Regions from separate parts of the Anser cygnoides genome. Here region 1 is linked to region 2. The links are chromatin contacts, called in public Hi-C maps. All regions are on one chromosome and are shown on one strand. Each heading gives the region's core, a stretch centred on a gene start, on an enhancer-like site or on the middle of the called end of the contact. The rest is flanking DNA. Distances are from core to core; before and after follow the strand shown. Region 1 holds the start of CRADD (CASP2 and RIPK1 domain containing adaptor with death domain). Region 2 overlaps CRADD (CASP2 and RIPK1 domain containing adaptor with death domain).

Region 1 (3,327 bases), core at 44-2,543, 53 kb before region 2:
ACAACGAGGCTGCCCCTATTTATGTGAGTGGGAACCGGAGTTGCTCCATGCATATCCCTATGTTTTGCTAACTTTCTAAGATATTCTTGGACAGTATAAAATAAATAATCGTAGCTGCCTCATCTGGCAAAAAGACGGAGTAAATGCAAGTGATGTAACTGCTTGCATTCATTTTCTGGTTTAAAATGTAGGTGCGGTATCTGCAATTAAGTGCAGCTGCCAGGTGACATCTCAAGTCTCCAAGTTTGGTCACTGCAAGTCTAGATATAACACAGTTCCTTAGACGGTGACTGGAATTGGGAAAAGAAAGCCAAACCTTGGCAGTCAGAGAGGCAATAAGTTAAGAAAGCAAACTATCTGTAGTGATGCAGCTCTGCGCTGAGGGATGATCTTACAGATTGACTGCGGTGTTCTCTGCTCCCTGGTGTCAGCTCGGATCATTTACAAATGTATTTTCTCGCAGCCACTATTACAAACCACCCATGACATGAAAATTTAAACGCTGCACTTTGGCTACAACAGCAAGGTTAGTTACTGCCGACGGCGTGCTGCCTGCTCCCGGCATGCTTTCAGGACACAGCACACAGACGGATCTAAAGCTGGTCCTCCTAGAAGATTAACGTGTGCCCGAGACAAAAGCATTTACCTTGGTTAACGGATGTATTGGAGTAAGATATAATCCATCAGCTATTGAATAAGATGTAATATATCCATTATTGGATAAGATGCAATCCATTAATTACTTAATGAGATATAACCTATCAAATATTCAATGATACAATCCATCAATTTTCGAATAAAATACAATCTATCAACTATTTAAAAGCCACCCAAAGCCCTCGCACGAAGTTTATTACCTGGAAGCAGCCCTAGGTAGAGGCGCTGGCCAAGAAACCCAAGGCACCGCTCTGACACCGCCACGCCAGCAGTCCCCGGCCCCAAAACCGCCACACACACACGGCCACAAAACGAGCACGCACACACCTCCACACGGTGCCAAAGGCAGCCTGCCTCCGCCCCGCTGCCACCTTACTCCCCACGGATCCCCCCCTGCGCTGCCAACGCCCCGGCGGCCGCCGGCCGGGCTCCCGCGGGAGGAGCCGGGGCCCTGAGCCCCCGTCCCGTCCCGTCCCGTCCCGCCGGAGCAGGCGGCGCTGCCGCCCGAGGCGCGGTGCCTGCGGTGCCTCCGACCCCCTCCGGCCCCCTCCGGCCGCCGGCCGCCCCCGGGGCCGGGCTCCCCGCCGCGCCTCCCGCCCGCCCGCCGCGCTGCCCACAACCGACATGGCGGCGGCGGCGCCCCCCCCGCCCTTCCCCGGCCGGCCCGCGGCGAGGGAGGCGGCGGCGGCGGCTTCCGGCGGAGCCCTCACCAAAGATGGTGGCGGCCGAGCGGGCCCGGCGGGGGCGCCGCCGGTAGCTCCCCGGTTCCCTCCCGTAAGTACGGGGCGGGGGCAGGGGGCAGCGGGCTCCCCCCCGCCCGGCGCCCGCCGCCCCGGGGGCCTCGCTCCTTCTGCTCCGCCGCGGGGCCGGGCCGGGCCGTGGCCCTGCCCTGGCGGGCGGCGAATGGCAGCCGGCGGGGAGGCACCGGCAGCACGGCGCTGCTGGGGCCGGGGGGGGCCGCCGGGGGTCGGGCGGGGAGGGGGGGCAGCCTGCGGGCTGGGTTGCCCCCTGCACGGGCACCCCGTGCAGCGGCAGGTCCCGGAATATCCCGGGGTGTGCGTGTGGGTGCGGGGGAAAGGCGAGGGCTGTGCTCGTTCCGCATACCTTACAGGTGTGCTTGTTAAAATTTGGCCCTACGAAAAACCCTAGGGCTCCACGGTCCATAGAAGTGTCCAGGGAAGGTTTGAGCAATGTCATCTTCTGGTTAAACCGGGCTCTCATCTGTTCGTGTTCCCTCCAGCACCGCTATCTCTAGAGGAAATTTACCCGAGAGCTTACTTTGGACCTCTAGATACAGCCTGTGATTGATGTTAGTTGGAGCCCTTTCCCTTTCGCATTAAACTCTGGCCCTACACTTACGTGCACCGAAATCCCGATAACGTTTCCCTATCTGGCTCTCCAGTTCCTGAATCAGACACTTCCTCCTCATGGTAAACACACATAAAGAAACACTTAATCTTTAAAAAGACCCTAAATATCAAAAAAGCCGCATCCTGGAAGGTTTGCTGGGCCAGTGGCCTTGGCGTGAAGCAGCCCCACAGGCTTTAAAACCTGGGCTGGGCTCGCTCTGAAGCCCGTGGGCCAAATGCCTTTTTCAGCAGAAATTTCCATTTCACTTTCATAACTCAGTAGGCATTTCCCGGCGCGTGAAGGTGCGAACTGAGACGGTGTGAAAAGGCTTATGTTTGAGAAGGGTTGGCCACTTTGGCCACGAGGAAGGGGAGCTGGTCTTGTGTTACGTAGTGGCCAGAGACCTCGTTTTTCCTCGCTCAGTGCGTGGGTGAGGCTCTTGGGCTGGGACTTTGGATGACCCTTGCCGAGGGTGAAGCAGAAGGGTTACACAGCGTTGGAAAGAGTTTTCTGCCTGGGTTTAGGTAATGCCATCTGAGCTGTGGCTGGGTGCCTGGCTTGAACTCTGCAAACACTTTGGTGAGCTCGCAGGCAGACAGGGAATTCTGGAAGGGAGAAATTGCAGGGATCTGCTTTGTGATTTATTTATTTTTTGGTTATTTTGCTGTAGTCTGGTGAGTGCTTCCAGAAGTAGCTCATGTTAGAGACCAGAATCTTGAGTTTCACCCATCCAAAATGAGCATCCTAACATCAGACGAGATACCCAGTTCTCTTTTTTTACCTTGCTTTCACTGTCGTCTCACTCCGTGTCAGAGTTTGATGTTTGAGCTATGCCTAGCAAGCTAGGCCTTTTAAAGGACATGTGCCAGGAGAGCTGCTGTTCAATTCCGAGATGACCCCAGACAGAAGGTGAGCACCTCAAAATTCAGATCAGCACAGAGACACGTACTGGGTAACCTCCTGGGAAGCTGCCATCCAGCACTGCTTTCAGCACTCAGGGAAAGCATTTTCAGAAAGTGCCTTTATCAGGGGGAGCCACAGATGGGGTTTTCCAGTCTCTTTCTTTTGGCCATAGGCTCCTGCATTCTGTCCAGAATGCCATTTATGTGCCTATATGTTCTGTTGATTACCTGCCCTAAATTTCAACAGTCAGGCTGTGTAGGCTTGTCTTTCATTTTCTTTTTCATTTATATATTTCATATATATTTTCATTTATATAAAATGAAATACTAATGTTTAATATAATAAGATCTAATTATACAAAAATAACTTTTGTCATCAGAGGCAACTATTACCTTTCTGCACAGTCATACGTACTGT
Region 2 (3,336 bases), core at 704-3,203:
CCAACCACGGGAGGTAACAGGCTGAGCGCGAACACCCCCAGCACCTGGGCAGGAGGCTAGAAAGCCCCGCGTGCTCTCTGTGTCGGAAGGCAGCCAGAAGAACGGCTTCACTAGCAGGGACGAGAGCTTGGAGCATCCTTCTGGGCACCGAGAGGTGTGGATTCAAACCGCAGGAATGAACGGTGGGTGCCGAGGGATGCTGGACGAAGTGGATCAGCGGCAGCACTGGTCCTCAGATCGTATTAGAGAGGACTGCAACGTTGCTTGCTTGTGAAATAAAGGGTTTGTTCAGCTCTGGAAGAGGCTTCTAGGCTGAGAACCCCAAACGGAGGCACCATCCTGGTAGCCCTCTGCGAGGTGCTTAAGGTCTGGAGAGGAGCATGGCTTGGTGTTTCTCATTCCTGTGAGTTGTTTCTCACACTGAGGGAGTCTCAACATCCAGGAAGGCACGTAAAGGCCCCATCAAAACCCAGTCCTTGAAATCTTGCAAGTCTGCATTTCCCACTTTACCTTTGTTCAGACCTCTGCAGAGCCCTTAGCTGTTTGGAGCAGTGTTCTCTTTTCATGTTAAGCACGCAGCACAATACCTTTCATCAACGTCTTTTCCCCGGAGCGCTGTTTACATGAAGCTTGTTCCTTTTAAGAGATGCAGAGCTTGCTCCTTTCAGAAGCCTCAAGTGATCAGCTTGCAGCACTTGAACAAGTTTCCCTGTCTGGGTGAATTCCAGAATAGAGAACTCGCCTTTGCTCGGTTTTTTCTCCCTAGCTGCTTTTCCCACAAGATGACACGTCAGGATGGGCAGGTGTCCCCCCTCTCAGGGAGTCTCCCTCCAGCCTCAGGAGAGATTAATTTTTTCAAGCTTTGTCAGCACTCCCTGAGAATGCTTCAGATTTTTCGCTCAAATAGTTCTTGTTTTGTTGCTGCAAGTTGCTGGTCATTTCATCCTCTGGTGAGATCGCTTTTTTTTTCCTCAGTGACAAGAAGTTTGGAATTGCCTTTTCTTTGACTAAGGCATTTTGCTTGTTCAGGCCTCTTTGCTTGTCCAGTGCTCTGCCCTTCAGGCAATGTGGTGCTTAACCCTCTGGCTCCCTGTTTAATGGTGCACGTCTCGTTCTCAAGGAGCACCTGGAGAAGAGAGAAAAGATGCCTTACAGGCATTTTGCAACAGTTTGAGAGGCTCTGAGGGGGACTGCGGTTCTCCTGTCTGGGTGGATCTGCTAGGGGCAATGGCACTGCCTTCCATGGCCACGATGCTTTTTCTCCCCTTAACTTCTTCTAATTCCTGGCCCCCTGAAATAAAGGCGAAATGAGACTCTATCAGCATCAGGATGCAAAGTCTGAGTGTTAGCAAACATTAAAAAAGGTTAATTTCCTTCAGTTCAAAGGAGCACCCAGAAGAAAACTGAGTACTGCAATGTGTGAACCAGGCTGTTAGCTCGGATACAGGGCTGTGAAGACTTAACCTTATGGCTATAAATTGCTACCAAGGCAGCTGCCAGATGCCTTTTCTCTGGTCTTGGTGGCAGGCAGCCTCGTGAGAGCTTTGCTGAACTTCTCTGCCTGCGAGGAGGCGGCTTGGAAGCGCTAGGACAACGGGCTGAGGACAGTTCATTGTATTTCAAATGTGGCATAATATTTGTTTCGTTTTTATAGCGCTGACTTGTCGAACTAAGTTAATGTATTTAAAACTGACATGTGACAGCTTTTTGATATAACGCGATTTCTAAATCAATCCTATCAGTTAAAAAAAGAAATATTTTAATGTAAGTTTACTTACAAGCAGTAATACCACCTCGGATTTCTAAGTCTGGAAGAATTTTAAAGCTGCCTCTGTATTTTTCTGTTGGACTGCGCATGCATAGGTTGCTGTATTTACGTACAGTCAGTGATGGCACCAGAGCCCAAATTTGGTTTTCATCACAGAATGTGCATTTCATGGTCACAAAAGGTGGAATGAGACCGGTCACTTTCACTTTCCTTTTTAAGGGCTATTTTTAATGTGCTTCATTTTCTGGCTCCCCTCCATTTGACCTGTGGTGTAATGTTTGGATTAGAGATGCTGCTGGGGAAACATTAAATCCAAACAAACTCCCTTCCACCCTGTTTTCTTGAAATCTTTCTTGGATAGTCACTAATACTCTTATTTTTTTTTCCATTACATTCTCTGCTAAACACAGACACACACTTGAGATCTCATGATTAGTAATTTCCCAAACCTAAAGCAGTTTTAAATGCTTTTTTGCCTGTTCTGTATTGGAGGGAAATTAGAAGCACCATGGTATTTGCTTTGATTTATTTTTCTTTGCTTTATTTATTTATTTATTTATTTATTTATTTATTGCTTTTCCTGAGGATGGGCTGGAAGAAGTGAGGAATTAGAAACCCTGGAAATTCTCGGCACTAACTTCAAAATAAACTTCTCCCCTTGGTAGCATGTCTGCCTATGAAGAGTGTTGAGTCGTTAAAGGGTTGGTCCCTTACACAGTGATGTGTGGAAGCTTTCCGTGTGACAGTGCCTTCAGTCACGCCTCAAGATGTATGAGTTCCTTCTTGCACAGCACGCTGATGTGTTCAGTCTTCCCGAAGCCACGCAGACCATGCAGATGCGATGCAGGCAGGCTCTGGGAACGTTTTGAAGAGGGATATTCCCATTTTGCAGAGAGCGTGGCGGAAGCTGAATGAAATATTCAAAGCTCACTATTAAGAATTTAATAAATGGATCCTCCTTGGCTGATTCCCCCACAGATACTGCCCAGCAGAGAAAGAAGCAAAGGTCAGAAGCGGAAGAGAATAGGAGAGCGAGCGATCAGGGCAGGATCAATGGCAAGCTCTGCTGTGGCCGTGTTCTGTCTGAATCCTCTCTGAAGCCAAGCTTCCTGAGAAGATACTGTATTTCTCTATCTTGCTTTATCCATCTTTTATTGTTTTATTTCAAGTCTCGTAAAATCAGCAACTTGGCAATGCAATAAAATCTCTGCTTGCTTTGTCCGTGTCCAACATAACTATATATCTTCCCCCTTACGCCCCACACCTGGGATAACACAACAAGGGTTCTCCTTCTCATGTCTTCACAGAGTGCCTTTGTTCCGGAATTTTAAAATCAAATCATTTACTTTTTATCCTGTTGTTGGATAAAATACGTATTTCACATGCAGCTTTGGTAACCCAAGTAACTTATGAGACTTACATTCTTCCTGCTGCTGCAGCATATTTTTTTCAGAAATATCTGGTTTGAGTTGATGAATCTGAGAACTATAATCTGTATTTTTATTATGAGCTTCTTGGCACTGGTATGTAATAAATTCACTTCATTACTCCATCCAAGAGAAATACTG

What was found. Hi-C and Micro-C count contacts between places; a contact is called where the count stands out from the background.
Region 1: a contact with region 2 is called in a Hi-C map of liver, with 1.6 times the contacts expected there. The contact joins the promoter of CRADD here to the enhancer-like site in region 2. A contact is called at or near these places in 2 of 7 Hi-C or Micro-C datasets (both in liver).

The regions. Positions count from the first base shown.
Region 1 is chr1:48,929,352-48,932,678 of Taihu_goose_T2T_genome, reverse strand. It overlaps CRADD (CASP2 and RIPK1 domain containing adaptor with death domain), which reads left to right and starts at 1,293. Exons shown (of 3, transcript XM_066995067.1): 1 at 1,293-1,431.
Region 2 is chr1:48,876,643-48,879,978 of Taihu_goose_T2T_genome, reverse strand. All of the region lies in intron 2 of CRADD (CASP2 and RIPK1 domain containing adaptor with death domain), which reads left to right. Among named protein-coding and RNA genes, the nearest start is that of CRADD, 53 kb to the left of the region's middle. Within about 2 kb of position 1,953, at least 1 of the 3 cell types and tissues checked has open chromatin away from gene starts, as enhancers often do. A contact at or near this core is called in liver, where this site is marked.